Regions from separate parts of the Anser cygnoides genome. Here region 1 is linked to region 2. A link is a contact called in public Hi-C data. All regions are on one chromosome and are shown on one strand. Each heading gives the region's core, a stretch centred on a gene start, on an enhancer-like site or on the middle of the called end of the contact. The rest is flanking DNA. Distances are from core to core; before and after follow the strand shown. Region 1 holds the start of CSRNP1 (cysteine and serine rich nuclear protein 1). Region 2 holds the start of LOC106036790 (solute carrier family 22 member 13-like).

The links. A called contact is a pair of places that touch in the nucleus more often than the background predicts.
Region 1: a Hi-C map of liver shows a contact between it and region 2, with 4 times the contacts expected there. The contact joins the promoter of CSRNP1 here to the promoter of LOC106036790 in region 2. A contact is called at or near these places in 2 of 7 Hi-C or Micro-C datasets (both in liver).

What each region holds. Positions count from the first base shown.
Region 1 is chr2:6,062,931-6,070,562 of Taihu_goose_T2T_genome, reverse strand. It overlaps CSRNP1 (cysteine and serine rich nuclear protein 1), which reads right to left and starts at 3,909. Exons shown (of 5, transcript XM_066991433.1): 1 at 3,750-3,909.
Region 2 is chr2:5,739,562-5,747,335 of Taihu_goose_T2T_genome, reverse strand. It overlaps LOC106036790 (solute carrier family 22 member 13-like), which reads right to left and starts at 2,833. Exons shown (of 10, transcript XM_066991413.1): 1 at 2,282-2,833; 2 at 1,219-1,322; 3 at 691-845. The coding sequence starts at 2,653. It overlaps OXSR1 (oxidative stress responsive kinase 1), which reads right to left. Exons shown (of 18, transcript XM_048062313.2): 18 at 4,943-7,610. The coding sequence ends at 7,536.

The DNA of each region.
Region 1 (7,632 bases), core at 2,660-5,159, 320 kb before region 2:
GATCTCCAGTAGGATGGGAGTCGAACGGGCAAGGCGAGCGGGTGTCATTTTGACTTCGTCCCCTCCTGCGGGGACACCGGCGCGTGGTGGAGCAGCCGAGGTCATGGCGCTGGAGACGAGTCCCTGGGCAGCGACACTGCTCTGGTGCAGCTCACCCCATCCCGGAGCCACTTCTGCTTGACGCCACCTCCCATTTGATGTCCATCCATCCATCCATCCATCTGTCTGTCTGTCTGTCCATCCTCCCCTCCAGGGCCAGCCCTCCCCAAGCACAAGCACCCTCCTCTCCACCCCAAAACCTGCCCCTGGGGATGCGCTGGGAAGGGAACGTTGCTGCCAGCCTGGGGAGCATCAGGACTTTTACCTAGGGCCAACAAAAAAACCCACAAACGACATCTTTTTATAAAGGGGTTGCCCAATTTTTAGGACTCCCAGAGAAGAGAGCAGAAGGGTGATGCTGCAGGGCGAGGCAGCCCCGATGCTCAGGTCACCTGCAAAGCCGGATTTCCCAGCCAGAGCAAACCAAGCCGTATTACGGATGGTGCAATAATTTATTTATTTGGGAGGGGATTTTACAAAATATGTCTTCACGCATCTACCCCAAAAACCCACCCTCTGGATGGGGGTTCAGCTGGCAGCTCAAAGCCGGTGCCCTCCCCTCCTCGCTCCCAGCGCTCGGCTGTGGAATTCGCGCCGTGGGAGCGGTGCCGCCGAAACCACCGGCCGCAGCCGGGATATTTGAACTGCGGTGATGCCGCCAGCCTTAGACTTCAGTCCGCATTTGTGCCTAGCACAGAAGTCACAAAAATGTGCACGGCAGCGTGAAAAAAAAGGAAAATATCTCTGCTCGGCGGTGCAAATCTCTGTGAGCAGCACAGAGCGCAGGAGGATTTTACCACCTTCTCTCTCTCTCTCTTCATTTTTTTTATTTTTTTTTTTACATAACCTGAAATAAAATAATCCTATCTTCCTTTTAGTTGCCAAAAAAGACATTCTGTTCTTGGCTAAGACTTCTTACTCATCTATTTTACTGAAAACAGCTTTTGGAACAAGTACATAATGCAATGGATCAAACCCGCAGGAATTCCTCTCTGGCACCAGAACTCCCACTATCCTGGGAATACTTTCTAACAAATATTTAGCCCAGATGTGCATTCCTTTCTTTCTCTCTCTCTCTCTCCCTCCTTTTTTTTTTTTTTTCAAGCATTTAAGTTTTTTTTTTTGGGGGGGGGGTCTAATGAGGGGGGAAGGGAAGCGAATCTGCTAAGTCCCATTTCTGGCGCCCAGCGAGTTGCAGGGTACAGCCCTAATACGCAGGAATGCGAAGAATTAATGTTTTAACTATCCTCCTCTTGGACAACGTATCAACAGTAAATATTTCGAGTAATTTAGATTTAAGAAGGCTTGGCATTTGTTTAGCCCAGCGAGCAGGAAGGCAACCAAAACCACTATCAGCGGCCACTCGGGCTGGTTCTAAGAGGCTGCACAAAGAGATACCACGGATAAGAAGGTTCGGCGCCCGATTTTGGGGCCCTATCTGCACTTTTTACGGGGCGGCGCACGCAGCCACGCAAGGCAGGCGAAGGAAACCTCTCCCAGCGTACCCTTGCTTGCGCTGCTGCTCCTCGAAGCAGCTTCTAGGGTATCGTGGCAATATTTGCAATTTCTTCTTTTCCAACCAGGGAATATCCCAAAGGGTGGAAGGATCCCAACTCTGCGCGCAAGCTGAAAGCAGACTCTTCTTCCACAAAGCAACTTGTGTTAACAAAAAAAAAAAAAAAAGCAAACAACCAGTGCAATGCACTAAAAGCACATATTTTCAGAGCCAACCTCCTGGCTCTAGGAGCACCAGCATCCTCCCGCTGCCCGGGCAGCCGGGTGGGCTCATCCCGGAGCATGGGGTCGAGGTCGCAGCCCAGCCCCAGCTCCGTGCCTCGAGCCAGGATAAATATTGGTTTAAAAACCCGCTTCAGCCAGGTACGACTCACGCAGTGAACCCCGGGGGAGTCTTTTGCCCCCCTTTCCCAGGTGTTCATTTGCACGCAGGTCGGGTGACCTCGGCATGAGCGTTGCGAAAAACCGGTGCGGCGCTGAGCCTTGTGCTGAGCCCCCCGAAATCCTCGCCAGCTCATGGCAGCAGGGAGCCTGGCAATGCCTGCAGGCAACTTCGTCACCCCCGTGCTATCGGCACCGACTCACTGCCCGTCCATTTAACTATTTTAATTCCTGCCATATTTACCTCCGTGGGTTCCCAGCCGCCGCTGGGGCAGCCTCCCTGCGAGGTCGCTTCCCAGTTTCGGGGCCAGCAGCGGTGCCGTCCGGTTCAGCCCAGCTGATTTTCCCCCCCTTCCAAGGCCGGGTCTAAGGTTTCATAACCTTCCCCCTGGTTAAAAATAACCTCCCCTGCCGCCGCACGACCCAGGCGCGGAGGCACGGATCCGCTCGCGGTGCCACAAGTGCGCTCTCCTGCGGGGCTGGGCGAAACGCCTTCCCCGGGGAAGCAGGGCGAAAGAGCTCGCTCCTGCCAATATTTCGGGAAGCTCGCAAAGAAAAAACTCCGCGGGGTTTGCCACCGAGCCCTTCTTTCTCCCTGACAGCCCGAAAGGTAAATAAGAAACATTAGCAAACGCATTAAAAGGTTATCTGGCACGGCCGGGACGAAGCGGGCTCCAGATGTACTCGGCGCAGATTGCACTGCAATAAATATGAAAGGGGCGAAGCGTGCTTTGTCTAGGAAAATCCTCTATTTGATTACACCTGATGAATAATTCACGGCGGGTTTCCATACTCGTCCTCCCGTAGGTACACGCCGTGCGTTACCTTGCCGGCCGTACATACGCCCCCGTTTCCTGCGCTGAATTATTAAAGGCTCTCCGGGAGCCGCGGGAGAAACGCTCCGGCACGAAAGCGAAGCACGGAAAGGAAATAATAAAAAGAAATATATATATATATAAAAAAAAAAGGAAAAATAATAATAATTAGCTGTGGGACAGGGCTTCTCCCTGCGCGCCAGCCCCATCCCACGGCGACGCTGGGCACGGCGGAGGTGACAGGCGCTCGGGGAAGCCAGAGAAGAGGAATAAATCGACGTTTGGAAACTCGAGCGGGTTTATTCGCTGCTCTTGTTCCTTATTTCCCCCCCCCCCCCCCCCCCAAGGTGCGGTGTGAGAGCCCCCCCCGGGTCGGTTGTGAAGGAGACCCGGGGGGGGGCGCCCCGTCCGTCGGTCGGGCGGTCGGTCGGTCGGTCGGAGCGCCGGTAGGTGTTGCTGTAGCGACGGGAAAACATCCCCGAGCCGGGGAGTTTGGGGAAGAGGGAGCCTGCCGGGCTCGCCCCCCCCCCCCCCCCCCCCCCCCACGGGTTTTATTTCACCATCACCGCACCGGAGGCGCAGCGTTTCTTAGCGAGCTGACGGGGGGCGCGCTCCATCCCCCCACCCCCCAAAAAAAAAAAAAAAAATTTTTTTTTTTTTTTTTAAGGGGGGCACAGCAGGGTCTCCCCAAGACTCTCCCCTTTCCCCCTCTTAGCCAAGAGGTCCGGGGAGCTCCGCGATGTGTCCCGCTTGTGTCCCCGATGCGCGTCCCCCCCCCCAGCTCCCTTCACCCCCAGCCCGGCTGGGAAAGAAGGTTGGGGGGGGGGGGGGGGGGCAGTCAGCCAGACCCCGATCCCCAAAACCCCCCATCACGGATTCACCCCCAAACCCCCCCACCACGAACCCAAACCCCCCAAATAACCCAGCCAAGCCCCTTACCTGAGGAGGCGGCGGCGGGTGTCGGCGGCGGCGGCGGCTCCGGCTGCAGTGGCGGCGGCGGTGCCTGGCGCGGCGCCTCCCGCTCTGCCGCTGCCGGGGCTGCGCCGCGCCGCGCTGCCCTTTTTCGTCAGTGGAAAACTCCGGGCTCTGACGCAGGCGGTGACAGGAGCGGGGCCGGCTCGGCCCCGGGCCCGCCCGGTTTCCTGCTTCTCTTCTCCCCCCCCCCCCCCCCTTCCTCCGTTCCCCGGGCGGGGCGCCGAAGCTCGGCTTGGCCTGGCCCCGCCGCCGCCATCCCGCCCGGCCCGCCGGGGGCGCTGCCCCTGAGGGGCCGCTGAGGCGCCGGGTGGCGGCCGCACGGGGTGGGGGACACGGGGGACGGGGGGGGGGGGGGGGGGGTGCGATCGGGGAAATTAAGTGGGGTGCTACGGGGGGTTATGGCTGTGAGGGGACTCAAATGGGTCTGGGGGACTCAGGGTGTTCAGAGCCCGCAAGGGGTTGGGGACCCACAACCACTCAGGGACCCTAAAATGGGTTTGGGTGCCTCAGAGGATTCAGACCCCACAAGGGGTCGGGGACCCACAACCACTCCAGGGCCCCAAAATAGGTTTGAATGCCTCTGAGGATTCAAATCCCACAAGGGGTTGGGGACCCACAGGCATACTGGGACCCCAAAGTGGGTTTGGATGCCTCAAGATACTCAGACCCCATAAGGGGTTTGGGACCCACAACCACTCAGGGACACCAAAATGCGTTTGGATGCCTCAGAGGATTCAGATCCCACAAGAGCTTGGGGACCCACAACCACTCTGGGACCCTAAAATGAGCTTGGATGCCTCTGTGTATTCAGGTCCCACAAGGGCTTGGGGACCCACAACCACTCCAGGACCCTAAAATGGGTTTGGATGCCTCAGAGAATTCAGAATTCACATGGCATTTGGGGACCCACAACCACTCTGTGACCCTAAAATGGGTTTGGACGCCTCAGGGTGTTGAGATCCCACAAGGGGTCGGGGACCCACAAGCACTCTGGGACCCAAAAATGTGTTTGGATGCCTCGGTGTTTAGATCCCACAAGGGTCTGGCAACCTACAGCCATGCTGAGACCCCAAAACAGGTTTGGATGCCTTGGAGAATTCAGATTCCACAAGGGTTTGGTGACCCACAGGCACGCTGGGACCCCAAAATGGGTTTGGATGCCTCAGAGTATTCAGATCCCGCATGGCATTTGGGGACTCACAAGCAACAACCCCACAGGACCCACAGCTTGGACACCCAAATGGATTTGGGCCTCACATATGACTTGGGTCCCTTCAGGGGTTTGGGACCCACAGGCAATGGGTTTGAGCCCAACAAGGTGTTTGGGTTCCCACATGGATTTTGGGATCCATGGGCACAGCTTGGGCACCAACATGAATAAGGACCCCACAGGGGGTTTGGGTCCTTCATGGGTTTTGGGACCCACGGGTTGGGAGCCAACCAAGCCCAGATGTTTGAGTCCCACAAGGAGTTGGGGCCCCATGAGGAGTTTGGGCCCCACAAGAGGTTTGGGACCCAACAAGCAGGCTTAGATACCAAGATCTGGGCTGGCAGGTTTGGGCCTAAGGTGTTTTGGGACCCATGATCAAGAATTGACCTCTGAAAGGGGTTTGAACCCCACAAAGAGCTTGGGTATCATAAGCAGGCTGGGCAGCAAAAGAGATTTGGGACCCACAGAGGGGTTGGGACCCACAAGCAAGGTTTGGCCTCTTTAAGGTGTTTGGGCCCTCCAAAAAGACTTGGGGCACAGCAGCATGGCTTTTGTCCCCAGAAAGGGATTTTGAACCCAAAGGGATTTTGGCCCCAGAAGGTGTTTGGGCCCTATTGATGAGGGTTGATCCCCCAAGGGGATTTGGGCCCCCAAAATTGATGTAGACCCCCTGGACATGGGTTGGCCACCAAATAAGTTTGATCCTTTCAAGAAAGTGTTGTCCTCTAAGGGATCCCAGAAAGGACTTTAGCCCTATAAGCAAGGCTTGGCCCTCAGAAGGATTTAAGGCCCCACCAGCAAGAGTTGCAATGTTTTATGGGTTCATGTCCCAGTGCAGTTCTACCAGCAGATACATTTTAGGGGGATGGAGCGACATTAAAAGTGATAATTTTTTTTCCACTCCCTGCCAGCGCAGGGCCCTACGAGCAGTGGGCTTAGTGGGACGGGAAGCGATGCGCTGGGGGCTTTGAGAGTGGTATTAAAAAGATGGTGAAGGAGGACAATTTTTTATTTTTTATTTTTATTAATTTTACTCCTGCTGGACGTGCACTGTTGTGCGAGTTTCTTTGTGGCAAGGAAGGCGTTGCAAACCCTGGAGTTTGGGGGGCAGCGGGGAGCCAGCACCAGGTTCCCCCAGCTCTGGTTGCTGTGGTGTTGAGCTGAAGATATCCGCACGCCACCAGGAGCTTCCAGAGAGCTCCAGGTTTCTGACTCGGGTGATCAAACCCTTTCCATCAGCAGGTGAGGCGCAGGTTTACCTGACATTCCTCAATTTTGCTATTTTGCCGTATTTTTGCCCCACAAGCTGGAGCTGGACCATCGACAAGCAGCGTGGTGAGAATCCCCGGGTTATGGTGCTGCCTTCTCTCGGGGATGCTCCTTAAAACCTAAAGCTCTAACACCTAACAGCGACAACTCCCAAAGCACGGCAGGGATGAGCTGAATTTGTTTCACAGACGCAGACGTCGTGGAGGCAATACGTAACTGCAGTGCCCTGCTGCCGGGTGGGTCCTGCCTTTGAGGCACGAGGGCCTTCCTGAACATGACGGCGAGCAGCACTCGGTCGCCAAAGGAGTGGTTTTCCTGAGGTTTCGTTTACCATGTTTGGACACGGCCGTGATTAATATTTCCTAACAGGAAGATGTCATGCGTGCAGGCTTTCCTCTTTGGGGTTCGGGTCGCGGCTGACCAAGTTCAGGTTGTACGCTGGCTCCTCGCTTCCTCCGGCTCGCAGACTACACCCGGCGGCTCCGTGTCGGACCCCAGCGGCTGCGGTTGCCCATCGCCGAGCCCGACGCGGGTCCTGGCGCCGATGTGGTGTCACCACACCATCCCTGGGGACCCGGAGAGCTTCAGTATGGTGGGACCGGAACCTAACCTCGCTTCTCTACAAAATGTGGCTGTGGGATGAGGGGGAGGTCACCGGTCACTGTCCCTTAGCCATGCTTGGCACAAAACCCAGGGCATGGGGGAAAGGGGATATCCTGGAAAAAGTTTGGGAAGGCTACCAGTGACCTCTAGGTTTCACTTCTTCCCTTGCTTTTATTTATTTCGATGAAAGTAAAGCTGCTGTGGGCTAGAGCCCCGTGCAGGACAGAAATTATTCAGCGATTCAATCATGCAGTGAGCAATTCTGACCCCAGTCTGCACGTTTATGTGCATCTGAGAGAGAAAGGCGCTTTGAAACAAAACTTTTTGGCTCTTCTTTTTGAATCAGCATTTCTTGTTTTAAAATCAGCCTGAAAACATTACATGCATAAATAAGTGGAAGCTTACACAGAAGGGTAAATAGCCCTCAAATAACATAAGACGTTTTCCTGTGTAGGTTGAATGAAATATTTCACTTTGACTCAATGTGCATTTTGTTGATGTTGCATCTCTGAGACTCCATCCTCCAACAAATGAACTCGAGGGGAAAAAAAAAAAAAACAAGAAAAAAAAAAACACAAAACAAACCAACAACACACAACTGTTTCTTTTTAACCTGAACCAGGTTGTTTGTTTTTAGCACAGCTTTTTCATCTCGGGAGGAATATCCTCCTCTCCCCTGTGCCCAGGAAAGCCCTTGCTGTGCTCCTTTGCCAAAGGCTGCTGGCAGCACCATCCCGGAGCTGGGTTCCCTGGCTGGGTGCCATG
Region 2 (7,774 bases), core at 1,584-4,083:
TGAATATTGAGGGTCATTGACGTGAATGATTTCCCCTTATTCAAGCAGTTTGTATCCCCTGGAGCCTCTCCTCCAGGACCTGAGGAGAAGGCAGCAGCAGTCAGAACAATGATGTCTAACACACGTGCAAGTCACCAGTGTTTCATGAGCTGCATCACCGTTCCTTAACCCCAGGGTGTCCTGTCAGCCATGAGTATAACTAGGGTAAAGTACACCAGCCCAGACATCTGCAGGAGGACATAAAGCTCATGTACCTCGCCTCTCTGCTCCCAGCATCCAGATATCCCCTTGCTGGGGCAGGGTTTGGGGCCCATCAATGGTATCCCAGACCCTTGGGCTCTCTCCCCATGTTGACCACCCCATCTGGGAGGCAGTCCCCTTGTCCTCATCTGAGCATTGCCATCTTCCAGATGCCCTCCGTGGCTCTCACTCAGGCTTGGCAAGATGCCAAAGGGCAGTGACAATCAAGACCTGTCCTCACCCCTCTGTATTGCCTCCTCAGCAAACCGGCTGCAGAAGCCACTGAGACGTGTCAAGCTGACTGTCCTGCTCATGTTAAAACATGAGCCATTCATTTGGGAGGACGTTTTTCAAGATGTCCTGGATGACTTTTTATTTCTTTTTAGGCCATTTCTACTGCATCTTGAGAGACCGCATACATCTGCCTCAGGGTAAGGGCATCCTACTCACCTAAAGCCAGTAAGGTCATGTTGATCCCTGACACTGAAGCCCCCACGACACATCTGAAGGCCATGTATACGTAGAAATGGGGCACAAAGGCAATTCCTACACCAAAAAAGCCCTGGAGGAAGATGGAGATCAGAAGGACTGGCCGGCGGCCGATCCTGTGGAGGAAGAGGGAGGACACAGCTGGTATCTGGAGAGACCCCATGGGATGAGATGGGGTAGAGCCTGGAGGGATACACAGTGATGTGGAACCATTCATAGATGACTTTCTTGAGGGCAATGAGGATCAGACTACTCGCAATTTACATGTGAAACACTCTATGCAGACACTTTGCCCTCTACTTTTCCACTCCATGTTCACACAAGGCCTAAGGACTTTGGTCAGGGTCACTGTAATTTTGGGACAGTCACTGTGAGTGAGGAGCAGTGACCAAATACACAGTGTTGTGGCCAGCCAGTCCTGGAGCAGTGCATGACACTACACACTGCTGGTTTATAGGAGACCATGGGCAATTCCTTGTGTGTCCTCACCTGTCGCTTAGTGGCCCAAAGATCATGGCTCCCAGGAACAGTCCCAGCATGTAGACAGACTGGGAGATGTCATTCAGGTCCTTCCTGTCGCACACGAGGTCGAACTGGAGGAGGGAAACACAGCTGCTTTTGTTCCTGCCAGGTCCCAGCTGGGCAGCTGCTTTCTCAGGACGGGCAGCACGGCTGGCCCTGGGTGGGGACAGGAGGTGGGTGCCCGGGCTCTCGCCTTAGCCCCTGGAAGCAGAGATCCCTCTCCCAAGGATGCGGGTCTCTATCGTGTGCATGAGCTGCACAAGTTGGAGGTGGGACAGACCCCTGGGCACTCAGCGATGCCCCAAGCACCGGGACCTGCAGGAGTGCGTCAAGGCCAGGCAGCCCAAGGGAGCCTCCTGGCTGGGAAGTGTTGGGTGAAGTGGGGCCTCGGAGAGGGGTCCCAGCACCTGGCTGCCCTGGCTGCAAAGGCTGGGCAGGGTGGGACAGGCTGGAGGCAGGACACAGGGCTCCAGGGGAGCCAAGGAACCTTTGGAAATGCCACAGGCTGGGCTCTCTCATCTGGTTTTAGCCCACAGGAAGGTGCCCAAGAGACAGATGGAGCTGGGAGGGAGGAAAGACTGAGAGAGGAAAGAGGGAGGAATGTGGGGAGAGAGAAGAAGAAAGGTGCAGAGAGGAAGATGTTGGAGATGCCAGGAGGCAGGGCCTTTGCTCATCTGCATGGCCCATAAGGACCACATCTTGTCTAAGCCCTGAAGGGCTCTGGAGGTCCCAGAAAACTCAAGGACAAATTAAAGCTCTTGGAAAGTAAATGTCTTTCAGAGGGAAGGTGCTGTGAGGAGAACCAGGCAGCAGAATAGGGGAAACTGTGGCAGGGAGACCAAAAAGGTCCCCCCAGGCCAGGTACAGTGAGTTACTTGGGTGCTGGCAAGGGGCTGTCCGGTGGGCAGAGCATGTGCTGGACTCAGCCCCACACCGCCTCTGCCTTGGCCTTCCACAAAGTGCAGGACAGGAGGCTCCCGTCCATCCCTTCCCCTCCACGTCCCCACGGCGTCAAAAGGCATTTACAGACCTCGGTGAGCAGGGACGGCTGCTGTGCTGAGGGGTACACCCAGCCACTGCTGCACTTCTCCGTGGCGTTCAGGCCGTACGCCACGATGGAGCCGAGGTCCCAGTCCACGGGCGAGTACATGGAGCACTGCTCGTACGCCCCGTCCGCGTCGCGGGGCACGGTGAGGTTCAGCTGCTCCTCCTCGGTCAGGTTGGGGCCGACGGCACGGATCCAGCTGGTGTTGCAGTAATGAGGCAGGTTTGGAACCATAAAAAGCTGGCAAAACTGGTGGAAGGCCAGGCTGAGGCATGGGAGCACGGAGAAGAGCACCAGCCGTTTCTGAAATGTCCCAAAATCACCAACTGCCTTCAGAATTTCCCCGATGCCCGACATTGTCAGCTGAGTCGGGAAGAGGACAGTGCTGGGACAGACTTTCCTGCGGGCTGGAATTAATGTTTAATCCCAAGATAAGCTCTGCAGACGTAGGCAGGCACTACAAATATGCAGTCTCTTCAGGAGAGACTTAACGCCTGATGTTTTACATGTCCTAAGTACACTGTGTAACACATTAATCATTTCTGGGCCACCCACATACGGTGTCTGGTACTGGATAAAGCGTGCAGAACCAACCCCTGCTTCAGGAGATCTGGATCGTGCCTCTGCCAGGGCCATGTGGCAATGACACGGGGGAAGACCGAATTGTCCGAATCAATTGCAGGCGCTTGCTCTACTCGAGTGAGCAAGGTTCACGGAGGCCAAGACAGCCCAGCGTGATGCGGAGCTGGGAAAAGTCCAAGAAATGGAGTGATGCTAACGGCTGGGCAGAGCCAGAGAGGAGGAAGGGCGGCCAGCTGGCTGCCATCCCAGCCGACGGGAGACTCCGTTTCCTTCATCTTCCGCGGCTTCCCCGTACCATCTCCCCTCTCTGTCTTCTGCCTCTGTGGTAAAAGGAGTTCCGGGCCCTAAGCGGCCTCATCCACTCTTCTCCACCACAGCTGAAACGGGAAAGCCCAGGAAGGTCGGTCAGACACCAGTCATGGGCTGCCTGGACCCGGACTGGCACAAAACACGACCAGAAGGAAGAGATGATGCCACTTTTAGGACAAAGGGAAAGCAACTGTGCTCAGGCAGAAACCCCGAGAAAAGCCTGACCTCGCCTCATCACAGAACGAGAGAGAAATCTGTAGGATCAACAGGAGGGACGGGAGAGAATGAACTCGTGGTGTGACCAGGTTTGGAACCATAAAAAGCTGGCAAAACTGGTGGAAAGACACTGAGGCATGGAAGCACGGAGAACGGCACCAGCCATTTCTGAAATGTCTCAAAAAAAACACAACTGCTTTCAAAATTTCCCCGATGCCTGGCATAGGCAGCAGCATCTGCAAAGACAGATTCCCAGGGCTGGAACCGAGACTTAAACCCAAGATAAGCCCGGCAGCTGTAGGCAGCCACAAGGAGTAGGTAAACTTGAAGAAAGTGCAGCGCTCCGGGTTGGAAGTTGTACCCACGCTGCGTTCCCATTGAGTGAGTCGGAAATTTCAGGAGGTGCACACCCTCCAGGGCAGGTTGCTTTCCAGGTGCAAATTCATCGGCTGCGAGGAGATTGCGAGAAGGCGATGGGGAGGTGGTAAGGAGAGCAGGGAAGCCCAAAGGAACGGGCAGCACGGCCAACTGGCGTGGACCAGTGACCCACAGGAGGGCGGTGAGGCCCTGGTGTAGGGCAGCTTCAAAAAGCTTTAGGAGCATCCATAAATGGATTTCTTACAGAGGCAGGGAGGGGAGAGCACTGGGGTATCATTCTCTGGGGATTCTTGAGTGAGGTTAGGCTCGAAAGACTGCTAAGAAGTTGACTCGGATGAAGGGCTTGAGATTCAGTGACCAAGATCATCCCTTCCCATCGCACATCTTAAACTTGGAAGTTGTGTTCACCCAAGGTAAAGTTCTCTGGATCGGTCATTAAGGAGGAACGCCTTAAGATAAATAGATGCAGAAAATGGCAAACTAAGCCGGAGAGCCCTAGCAAGAAAAGTTAACAGAAGACCGGAAACTTAGAGACCTTTCCCTTCTGACACGTCCTTCCCTCGCAGCCCAAAGCATGACCGCTGGCATGGGAGTGTGTTGCAGCAGGGGATACCGGTGCCTAGAGAGGAACAGCCTAAGAACCGTCAAGACAATGAGAGATGTGGATGTATCTGGGGTCTCTCACCTTCAGTGCGTTTTGTTGAGGTCCTGGTTGCACTTCAGATGTAGAGGGAAGACCTCGGAGGCACCTTTGGATCAGGTCTGCCCTGGAGAAGTTGGAAAGAACAAGTGTTTGGAGGTGGAGAGGAGGGAGAGCAGTTTGTTCTCCAGACACCTCTTGGGATATAAATCATCCCACTCCAATACTGTTCCTGGCCAGCAGAAGCTCATCCCCAGCTGCACAGGGTGTGCAGAGCTCGGAGCAAACCTTCCAGCTACTGAGAAGCCCCCAGCATCCAGCCCTAAATGCCACCCTGACCCCAACCCCGCGCAGACTCTCATAGACCGCCACCATCGAGTCCTCCCGGGGGTCACCAAGCCTCCCATCGCCCAAATAAATGTCTCAGGTGGTGCGGATGCCACTCGGACAAACCCCCAGCCCCCTCCCCAAGACACGCCAGCCAACTCGACGACACGTAAAGCACACGCCGAACACACGGCAATGGACAATTTGTTCTTTATTGATTAAAAATTAGAGACATGCAGTAAAATACAAAGTCCAAAAAAGGAAAAAAAGCCTGAATATTTTACATCTCTCATTATAATCTACAATACACCAAAGTTGTGAAGAGGATCCGTTGTCATTAACAGAGCATTGTCCTTAAAAGTAGGAACTTAAAATTACCACCTGCTTTCAGGTTCGGATCAGAAATTCGCACAAAAAAACAAATCCTTAATGACACTGGAAAACAATTATGAACAGCATTGGCACTTACTGGAACAACATCAGAAAAGACAGTTGTCTAGCACTGTAATAGCCCAAGTAAAAAATTTGGATTGCTACCCAAAACGCCTGGAGAGCTACAGAGCAAATGACATCAGTTTCTTGCTTATTTTCTCCCGTGAAAAACTAACGAGCCCTGGGTTAGTGTGAACTCACACTCGAAGTCCTGGCTTTGGGAAAGTGGGGAATAACTTAATAAATAGAGGCTGCGTTGTTCCGTGTGAGCGGTTCGAGTCCTACCTCTCTCAGCACCAGTACGCAAATGAACCAGGAGGCCCCCAGGGCGTGCAGGCAGAAGGAAAAATAATACTGTACCAAGACTACATCCTCATCAGCCGTGGGGCGACATGAAAAATCAAGGTGCCAGCCTGCTTTTCCCCAAGCTAAGAAGCTTGCTGGGGGAAGCCGTCGGGAGTGCTTTGTGTCGAATAACAGGAGGAAGTGCCAGAGCTGGCACACGCGCGTGCACGCACACGAGCAGCCAAACCCAGCCCCCGTCAACTCCTGGCACCCACCTCCTTGTCTGGTCGGGGCTTCTGCTCAGCACCCCAGGGTGCTCTCACTCCCAGACTCTCCTCCTCCTCTCCTTCCCCTTCACACTCACCAGCCACGGGGCTGCAGAGAGCCGGCAGCTCCATGGGGACGGAGCCAACAGCCTCCTACAGGCTAAAAGGAACTAGGGCAGTATAAAAAGAGCATGCACAAGGCAGGGAGCTTCCGCAGCTGCTCATAGAGGAAAAATATATTTAAATAAAGATTGTTCATCAGAAGACTTGGAAATAAAAATAAGTCCTGACTGAACCCAGTCATTCTGCTTTAACACTCTGTTTCTGCATTGTTTGTGGCTGATGGAAACCAAACACGTTTCCATCTGTGAGTTAAATTACAGGCTTCTAATTTCTGTGTAGAAAACACTCCAGAGCCAATAGCAGTTACAAAGGCCAACTGTGAAACAGTAGGAAAAAAAAATCAACACCATTTATTATTCACATATTGCATTACAAGTGTCTCTTATCAAACGCAAAGTATAATTTATATTATTCATGTAGAAATTCAAATTCAACACCACATAGAAATACAACCTAAATACGTGTGTGACAGGGTTTCAGTGACATCCTGATCAAACGGCGAGGCTCGGGCCGCCGCGAAGGCTGACGACCCAAGCGATTAGTGCAGGAGGGACACAGTCCGGTGCTCGCTTGCCCAGTAATACCACTCTACTGGCAATTCCTTATTGCTGTAAAACACGACAGGGATGGTTCCACGGGTACCAGTTTGCAAAGGACTGGGAAACACGTCGGGGAGGACTCGCACAGCCAGGCATAACAGACCGGGTCTCGAGAACAGTTCGAAGTGCATCTTTTCCAAACGCAGAGTGACACAGATCTCCTCTCCCTCTGACAACGAGTAAAGTTGGTTTGTTGATCAGCTGCAAGACCAGTGTCCAGACAGCAGCGCCTCATTGTTCTGCTTTACGGACCGACTACGTCTAAGGATGCAGGATGAAGGACATGTTTTGCGGAAGGACTGCTTAACGTAAATCAGCAGGTTCAGCCCTCATGCCACGCCTGGCACTCATGTGGAAAGAACCCAAATGGTAAAAAAAAAAAAAAAAAAAAAAAAAAACAACACCCAACAACAACAAAAAATTAAGGCAGTTTACAAAGGGAAGCTGACTTCTAACACCTCGAAGTCAAGGAACTTGTCAAAAACACAAACACAAGGGAAGATGGCTCTCCCTCCTGTGGGTTAAGACTTGGCTTGCTTTCTTAGGTGCAAGCATTCAAACCAGCAGTTTTAAAAATACAGCTGAAGAGAAGCAGATTTCTCAGCACTCCAGGTGACCCAAACAACATGTACATTGGTGTTTCGGATGGAAGGAGAAGGTTAAGAACAAAAAAAATCCATTCAGTATTAAAACTTGTGCAAAAATAGCAAGTGAAAATAAAAATGAAACCACATGTAAGCAAACATTTAGGCGAGATCATCAGAGCAGTGGAACCCCCGCTTCGTACTCAGTAGTATTTTTCTTTAAAGTAAGGCAATAATAAAACGAACATGCAGGCAATGACATGTTGGATCTGCATGTTTGAGATGACATACAAAAACATGAGACTTGTTTACAAAAGGTGTAAACGCCATCGGTAATTTCAGGAAGGTTTGTGATCCTATTAAGGAAAATGTTAAAGCTTCTAGGAAGGGGGCTGTAGTTCAATTCTTTGGCAGTAGTGGTTTTTTTTAGGCTAACAGAAGCATTACGAATATGCACATGTGGGTTCTCTGTTGGGAAACATCTCCTGGGACCATTGTTTAGCTGATGCTGAGCTGTGCAAATCCTATAAGTTTGCCATCATCGGGAATATCTGAGCCTTCGACACCAGACGCCTGGAACACAAGGAACAGAGATGCAAATAGCACCAGACATGCTCTGCCCTCCGACACACACCGTGCTTCCTATCACAACGAGGTACATCAGATACAGTCTGGGGAGGGCGCAGTTACAGACAGCTTAGCATTGCATTCAGTAGCTGGCCCTACCCTAAGTTAAA